Linked DNA regions of Sus scrofa: region 1 is linked to region 2. Evidence: chromatin contacts called from public HiChIP or PLAC-seq data. All regions are on one chromosome and are shown on one strand. The core of a region is the stretch at or near the end of the contact, and the rest is flanking DNA. Distances in the headings are between cores, read along the strand shown.

Evidence for each region. HiChIP or PLAC-seq counts read pairs in DNA pulled down with a chosen protein or histone mark.
Region 1: a contact with region 2 is called in an H3K27ac HiChIP or PLAC-seq map of alveolar macrophages. The contact joins the promoter of PRR14L here to the promoter of DRG1 in region 2. A contact is called at or near these places in 1 of 47 Hi-C or Micro-C datasets (heart right ventricle) and 1 of 2 datasets of contacts at active chromatin or transcription factors (alveolar macrophages).

What each region holds. Positions count from the first base shown.
Region 1 is chr14:48,415,505-48,419,604 of Sscrofa11.1, forward strand. It overlaps PRR14L (protein PRR14L), which reads right to left and starts at 2,736. Exons shown (of 8, transcript XM_021073914.1): 1 at 2,528-2,736.
Region 2 is chr14:48,125,262-48,129,675 of Sscrofa11.1, forward strand. DRG1 (developmentally-regulated GTP-binding protein 1) reads left to right here and starts at 1,546. Exons shown (of 9, transcript XM_001927253.5): 1 at 1,546-1,712; 2 at 2,567-2,690; 3 at 3,912-4,087. The coding sequence starts at 1,671.

The sequences.
Region 1 (4,100 bases), core at 1,486-3,985, 290 kb after region 2:
CCTGCTTCTCAATAGCGTCACAGCCTTGCAAGTGTCATTGAACTTTCTTGGGCTTGTTTTTCACATGTAAAACAGATAAATTAAACAAAATAATCTCAAAGCATCCTGCTACCCATAAAAATCCCCAGAGTCTAAATAACTTTCCTACTTCACTTTGTTTCAGCAAAACACACCTACTAACACCAACAGCAGCACAGAGCTCAGACTAATCCCCACCGCAAGTACTCAGGGGCAAATGAGGTAATTTAAGAACACTTTAAATACGAAAAGGATAGAAAGCTATTCTTTAGTGTGTCTTGGGGCAATTTGGAAGTGTTAATTCCTATCCCAGTGAATAACAAAAGCCAAGAGGAGGGTGGGGGAAACTACCAGTGAAAGATTAACATTGCAGCTTTCAGCCTCATTATAATACATTTTCTAATACTAAAAACCTGACAAAGGGGCAACTTCTACTTTAGTCAATTTAACACTCCCCAAGACTCTGAACCCCCCAAGTTCTGAGAGTACAAAGTTTACAGCAGTAAGCAAAAAAAGAAAAAAAAATCAAAGAAATCAGCAGAACAAAAAACCATATGCCTCAATAATCCCAAGTGTGGAGGTCTCCCTTCCCTTTAATTCCAAAGCTAAGGGGCTGCTCTTAATGAAAGGCAGCATAACAACACCAGGCACTGCCCCACTTGTGTCAAGGGACAATACTCACAATAATGGTCAGGCCTTCAGAAGTTCACACTCCTTTCACCTTGAGAAAGGGGCTTTCTTTTGCAAAGATTCGGACACTGTAGCCAATCCCTCCCTGAGGGAATTCGGAGAAGGGGGCCTCTTCTTGAGCAGAGAAAGAAGACTCTTTTAACAAGATTTCTAGACAAACTGAAAGTGGGGCAGGGACATCGGTATCCTACACAGGGCCCAGCTCTCCCACACGGAGTCCACAGGAAATCTCGACAACACTAAGCACTGCTTCCCTGTTCTTCCCTTTATTAGCATGCAGGGAAAGGATCCCTCTGTCTCCACATGGGGAGTGAAACAGTGAAAATGCTCCTGACTTCTACTGACAAAGACTGCATAAAAGATTTTCATTCCTTTTTCAAAAGAAGGGGAGAAAAGAAACCATCTGTGCCACTCTAAATATACAGCAGGAAAGAGTCCTCCCCTCAAAGGTATAGAGTCTTATTTTTCCTGGGAAAGCAAGAGAAAGTAGTTGGAAGATGAGTCTTTGGAAGAGGGGGCCGTGCAGATGAGATAGAAGGAAGCTATTTTGTTGCTAGAACAAGTAGGGAGACAGAGAGGGCATCTCCGACCAGTAGCGAAGAATGGTAGTTTCTGTGGACAAAGGAAAGGCTGGCTTCTGGTAACAGATCTCCCTCTAGGAGTACAGACCTGCTTCCAAAAACATTCTCCTCTCCCCACCGCCACCGCCATTATTCTAATTGAGACCTTCTTTGTTAATTTGGGAAATAAGGTAGGTAAGAGAGAAGGAGTGCCTCTTTCTCTGCCCCAGGTGAAAAGCCTTCTCTCTTGAGAGAAAGTGATGGCGGGGGGCGAGGGGAGGGGAATAGAAGGAGCCTGCATGGAAAAATGTTTCTCTGTGGAAGATACTAGTTACCTTTTTTAAAAAACAAATAAGTAACAGTAATAGCAACAATGTGCCAAAAAGTTACAACGTACTAAGCACACTCACACAAAATTTCCTTTAGCCATTAGGACAATTCTCGGAAAAGAGTACCCAAATTAGAGATGGGGTGACTGAGAAAAGGTGAAGCAATTAGTCAAGGTCACAAAGATGGGAACTGGGAGACACAGGCTGGCATCCATCACACTCCAAACGCAGGGCTCTTCATTGTGCAAGGGAAGAGAGCTCAAGACACACCAAGAGACTCGGGAGCAGAGAAGCGAGGCTCCCTCTGTGGATGGGACTGGGGGAGGGGAGAAAGGCTGACTTCCACCACCACAAAGTAAATTCAGGGTCGTCTTCTCTGTATCTCGGGGTAAAGGCGAAAAATAAGGAGGAAAGGTAGGTCACCCTCTTACAGGGGGTAAAAAAAAAAACCTTCTGTCACTTTTAGGCAAGTTGAGTCTCCTCACCTGGGAGTCGCTGACCAAAAGAGAGATCCCCACCCCACCCCCCTAAAATAAGTTAGGAATCGCCCTCTCGCACACGGGAGCGGATCCCCCTTTGCTGACAAGCGCACTGGAGCAGGAGAAGCACGTTTGCCCACGACAAGGGGCGTCGCCCTCCCGGAGGAGAGAAGTTGGGGGGTCCCTCGCCATATCGAGGTCGAACAGGAGTCTCTCATTCCCCGCGGAGCCATGACTCAGAGAAGCCGTTTTCCTCTCGCAACGCGGGGCCCGGTCTCCTCCCTCTCCCCGGGTCGCTCCGCGTCCTCAGCACAGCTGCGTTCCCTTCAGCGCCCTGAGAAGGCGGGGGGCCCGGGCTCCCTTCAGCCTGCACCGCCCGGCGGAGGGTCGACTCAAGCTGGAGTGGGGCGGGGCGGATATGCCCGAAGCCTTCGCTTCCCCAGCTTCTTACCCTGAGGCCTGCTCCGCGGCCCGCGCTCGCCCCGCCAGCCCAGCCTCTGCAGCCGCAGCCCCGACGCCTCCAAGTCTAACTGAGCCTGCGGAGCCCCGCGAGCCCGGAGGCGCTCCGGCCGCCGCCGCCTCTTCGTCTCTATGGTCCCCCCGCACTTCCTCATCCGGGCCCGGGCCAGCCATGCGGGCTCGCCCAAGTCCCGCCTTCGCACCGCGCGCGCGCGGGCGCGCACTCCTAAGGACGGCTCTTCCTGCGTGGGACCTCCCTCCCTCTGTTAGCTTGTGCCGCCCTCTGCCCCGCCCCTGAGGCCTGGACTGTTAAAGGGAAACACACCTTTTAACTCTGCTCCTGCTGAGCTCAGGGTCAGCGTCTGATTCCACTGTTACCGCCGTGATCCAGTCCCTTTTTCCGGCCCGAATGACTGCAACTCCAGGGCCCTCCCGGCTTCTCCCTTGGCATCCCAAGAGATCATTTTATACTTGGAATCAGTGTTTCAGATCATGCCATTCCCCTACTCCATCTCCTTTAGAGCGTCTTGTTTCGATTTCTTCATAGCTTTAACACAAGCTGAAGCTGCCAGTTCATCTATTTATTGACTCTATTATCTGTCCCTCGCGCCTTAGTTTTGTTCATCAACCTATGCTCAGCACCTAATGCAGTGTCTTGCACAAGCAGACACTCAACAGATATTTGAAGGAAGGAAAAGACTGTTTATTCAAGAGGAAATTGAAAACGTCCAGAGCATACAATTAACTCGCCCCAAGACACAGAACCTTTTGTTAAGCAGAAATCAGTTGCTTCTTGGAGTTATTAACCTGTCTGATTAGAGAGCTAGAGGTTTGCAAGAGGCAATAATTCTACCCCCCCCTTTTTTTTTGCGTTTTAGGGCCACAGCCTTGGCATATGGGGGTTCCCAGGCTAGGGGTCGAATCGGAACTACAGCTGCCTGGCCTATACCACAGCCTCAGCAACGCAGTATCCGAGCCGCTTCATCAGCCCACACTACAGCTCATGGCAACGCCAGATGCTTAACCCATTAGGCAAGGCCAGGGATCGAACCCTCAACCTTATGGTTCCTAGTCGGATTCGTTTCCACTGCACTATGACGGGAACTCCAATCCTCTCTTCTCTGGTCAAAGTGTCTTTGAACCAGTCAACACTTGTATCATTTTATCTGCCATAGTGGCTTTCCAAGCTTTAGTTAGGGCTTGGGGACATACAAAACCAAGTGCCAACGGTATTGTTTACAGGCTGAATCCATATTTCCAGAATATAGGCTACTATAGATGCTGTTAGGATGAACTAACTAGAAGTTCACTTTAAAATATTTCTACGTTTACAGTATCCAAGTCCTCAAGTTCTTTCTCAGGCAACTACATGCCTACAAAAGAGGACCTGATGGAGTTCCCATCGTTGCTCAGCAGAAACAATTCTGACTAGTATCCATGAGGATACAGCTTCCATCCCTGGCCTCACTCAGCGGGTTAAGCATCTGGCATTGCCATGAGCTGTGGTATAGGTCAAAGACATGGCTCAGATCTGGTGCCGCTGTGGCATAGGCCAACGACTCCAG
Region 2 (4,414 bases), core at 296-2,795:
AAAAAAAAAAAGAAAAAAAAGACTGATCTTTGATAACCTCACATTCCAGGTAGACTTCCTCTCCTCTCCTTCCCTCCCACATTACTGAAGGTGTGGGATCTAAGTACCTCAATCACCTCTTAATTTAGTTACGAAAAGGCTGAAGTTAAAGAAAGAAATTCCTGAGCCCTTTGGGGACCTTCCATAAAAGCTTTCCTTTTCCCATTCTCTCCCTTATGCCCTATAAGACCTCCTTTTGTGTCTCTGGCAAGTAGAAATGGTTCTTACTTACAAATTTAAATAAATAAGCTTCCTTCCCAGGGCTGAGTGGAGGTCTGAGAGGAGGCAAGTTAAGCCTGGCCTGTGGATCCTGATAGGTCAATCAATTTATCAACAAGAATTCATTGATTCCACATGAAGCAGCTTTCAAAATCAGCACACAGCTCCTGGACGTCGTGGCTTCCTCTTCGCAAGATACTTGGGGAAGAGGAATCTTTTGAAATTTAAAATTTTATGATTACACAAATACTTAGATGCATTAATCTTAAAAAAATTGAACAACACAATAATATGTGGAATAACAAGTGAAAGGCTTTCTCTGTCTTTCCTTACACCCCATCCCACTGCTAACAGCTTGAGATTTTACCCCTTTACTCAGATCATTTCGCAGTGCACTTTGTGACAGGTATATTTATATAAACATCTAATTAAAAAACTAACATCAATGGGATCACAAAGTAGGTGCAGTTCTACTACTATTTCCCCTCCCCTTCCCTCTCCTCTCCTCAACTGGACCCTTAACCCACTGAGCCACAGCAGGAATTCCTCCCCCATTTTTTTTTTTCTTTTTCACAATATGACTTGGACATCCTTCCAGTCAGACCACACAGATCTATGTTTTAACGGCTAGAATAATATTCCACAGCATAGAAGTACCATTATCTATCCATTTCCCCACTGATGAACATTAACATAGTTAAGAATTTTTCAGTATTAGAGGCTATGTTGCAAGTACTGGTTCTCTGGGAATTACCCATTAAATCATGCACTTACTGTGGGCTCACCATGTGCCACGCACTCCGCTAGGGGAGGAGGTAAACAAAACAGACATCTAAAAATAATTAAGAGTGATGGAAAGAGGGCATCTTCTTTTCCAAAGAAGGCCAGACAGGCTAAAGATCGGTCTCTATATCAACCCAGGAGGCTGAGGAGTCCCCCAGCGTGTTTCCCCAGCTGTGCAAGGGGCCCCAAGACCCGTCGGTCCTGCAAAGGAAGACGGGTGGTGGGCGCTACGGCGCTTTTTAGCAGGGTCTGAGAGCCGCGGGCTACTCGCCAGGAGTCGCTCATCACACACCACGCGCTGAGAGCAATTACAGCGAAGTGGGGCGGGGCCGAGCGGCGCGCGACCCTCCGCGCGCTCCGGGAGATGCGGACAGGGGCGGCCTCTCTGGCCCTGGCTCCCGCGGGCTCTATGACACCGCGCCGGCTCGGAGGGGGGCGGGAATGTTGGCTAGAAAGGCCACTTCATGCTTACATCTCGCGGTGTGCCTCGCGCGGAACTCTCGCGACAGCAATGAAATCCCGCGCTTGCGCACCCCTATAGCGCCTGGTGGTTGCGGCTGGTTCGCCGCCGGGTATGTGAAGAGGGTAGACCTGTGTGGACCTAGCTGTTCCCCGTGCGACTCGTCACCATGAGCAGCACCTTAGCCAAGATCGCGGAGATCGAAGCCGAGGTAATGGGCACTCGAAAAGTCCGTCTGAGCGTTCCTCTTCGGGCCGTAGCTCATGCTTGAACTTCCTTCAGCCGAGTCTGGACCGGGCCGCGTTCCCCGATTCCCCTCAGCCTTGGCTCGCTTTCCTTGACTTCCCTCTTCTCGGTTCCACGTTCCATACCCCCGCCTCTTCCAGTGTTCGACTCCTTTCTGAACTTCGTTTTAGTTTTTTCTGGCTTTTCTGTGAGCAACACTTAATCCCCCCACTTCAGCCCTGACCTGATCACGTACTTCATTCGGTATCTTTCCTTATCCCTCGGACCCCCTCCAAACTCTGCTTTAATGATCTCCTTTCCCAGAGTATTGATCCTGGGAATAGGATCTGGAAGTAAATTGTCGTCTGTGGTAGCTGTTGATTCCACCTGGATTGTTCTGTGATTCTTTTGTCGCAAGTGCTCGGAGTTCTTTAAAATCAATTGGGTCACACCAGGTACCCATGAACAGTTGGAAAGGAATCAGCAGCTGTTTTAATCTAATCTATGAAGGCTGATTGTAATGAACTTAGTCATGTTTCTTCTCTTTAGGCCTCAGTTCTTTGTAGTGAGGGGAATGGTCTGGGTCATGGAGTGAATGGATTTTTATTTTTATAAGTCTGACTTAAAACGAGTGTATTAACATAAGCGGGAATTCTAAGAATTCTCACAACATTGTAAATCAACTATAATTTAAAAGACAGCAGTGCAGAAATGGACCAAAAAAAAAACAAACAAAAAAAAAACCCACAACACAATTCTGTGAGCTGGGGGGCATTCATTCTGGATATTTTACCTTGTAGGAACTGCTTCTGATTTATGGCTGTGATTCCTCTCTTGTAGATGGCTCGGACTCAAAAGAACAAGGCCACAGCACACCACCTAGGGCTGCTTAAGGCTCGCCTTGCTAAGCTTCGCAGGGAACTCATTACTCCAAAAGGTGGTGGTGGTGGTGGGCCAGGAGAAGGTTTGTGTTTTTCTTCAACTTTTTTCTTTATTTGGTGTACTTTTTTTTTTTATTATTAAAACTGTAAAAATGTATGGTTTAAAAATAATTAAAAATTTTCTATCAAAGTAGATTAGTATTTTCTAAGCTTAAATTCTTAAATTGTGTTTATTCTACTGATTTCAAAGGCAAATATTCTCCAAGTGAACAGGGTTTTATTTATGTATATCCTGTACTGATCCAAAGTAGATTTACATAGGTTTACTGAAATATGTAAATAAATAGTCAACAAGATAAAGGAATTGATGCAAAGGGAAATGAAGGTAGAAAGAATAAGTTGAAGCCAAGAGAGATAAAATTAGGACCAAAAGTAGTCATAAGGTCTGTACACTTCCTAGAGAAGGGCCACAAATTTGGCTTTGTTTGGAACCCATTGTAAGAAAGAAAACTCGGAGTTCCCGTTGTGGCGCAGTGGTTAACGAATCCGACTAGGAACCATGAGGTTGCGGGTTTGGTCCCTGCCCTTGCTCAGTGGGTTAACGATCTGGCGTTGCCGTGAGCTGTGGTGTAGGTTGCAGACGCGGCTCGGATCCCGTGTTGCTGTGGCTCTGGCGTAGGCCGGTGGCTACAGCTCTGATTCAACCCCTAGCCTGGGAACCTCCATATGCCGAGGGAGTGGCCCAAGAAATAGCAACAACAACAACAATAACAACAACAACAAAAGACAAAAAAAAAAAAAAGAAAGAAAACTCAGTCACGCAGTTCCCAAGGTTTGTAAGAAAAAAAAAAGTTATCTTGTGGCACAGTGGGTTAAGGATCTGGCATTTTCACTGTAGTGGCTTGGGTCACTACTCTGGTCCCAGTTCAATCCCTGGCCCAGGAACTTCCACCTGCCACAGGGGCTGCCAAAAAAAAAAAAAAAAGAGAGAGAGAGAAAGAAACTAATTTTTTAGATCAATTTTTATATAACATTTGGGCTAGAAATATTAGTTATATACTAGAAAGATATATAACAGTTTAAGAGGTAGAAGTATAAACTTTTTACATCAAACACTCCATTAAATATTGTGAATTACTATGGGGAGTTTTGTGTGCTTAAGTTCTACTCTAGAGATAGACTGTAAAAAATTGGATAAATAGGTTCTAGAGGGATAGGTATCCAGAAAGTAAAAGGAATTACGTGAGTCTCCACACTCCCGGGGATAACGTTTCTTGTCTTTTTTGTATTTATTGATGTTTTAGGATTTGATGTTGCCAAGACAGGTGATGCTCGGATTGGGTTTGTGGGTTTTCCATCTGTGGGGAAGTCAACATTGCTCAGTAACCTGGCGGGGGTATATTCTGAGGTGGCAGCCTATGAGTTCACTACTCTGACCACAGTGCCTGGTGTCATCAGATATAAAGGTGCCAAGATCCAGGTGAGTCAGGCCTGCAGGCCAAGGAAGGGAAGAAATCAGTTTTTTCATTCATTTAAAAAGCACGTATTTGGAGTTCCTGCCGTGGCACAGTGGGTAAAGATCTGGTGTTGCTGCAGCTGTGGCTTGGATTCTATCCCTACCCTGGGAACTTCCATATGCTGCAGGAGTTGTTGCCCCCTGCCCCCGGCCGCAAAGGCACTTATTTTGAGCTCTCTGTATGTCAGGGCTGATCTTTAATCTACCAGTCCCTCGATGTGTAGCAAGAGAGGTAAAGCAGTACATAAAAACAATGATACAGTGGACTAGTGTTTGTGAAAACACAGAGAA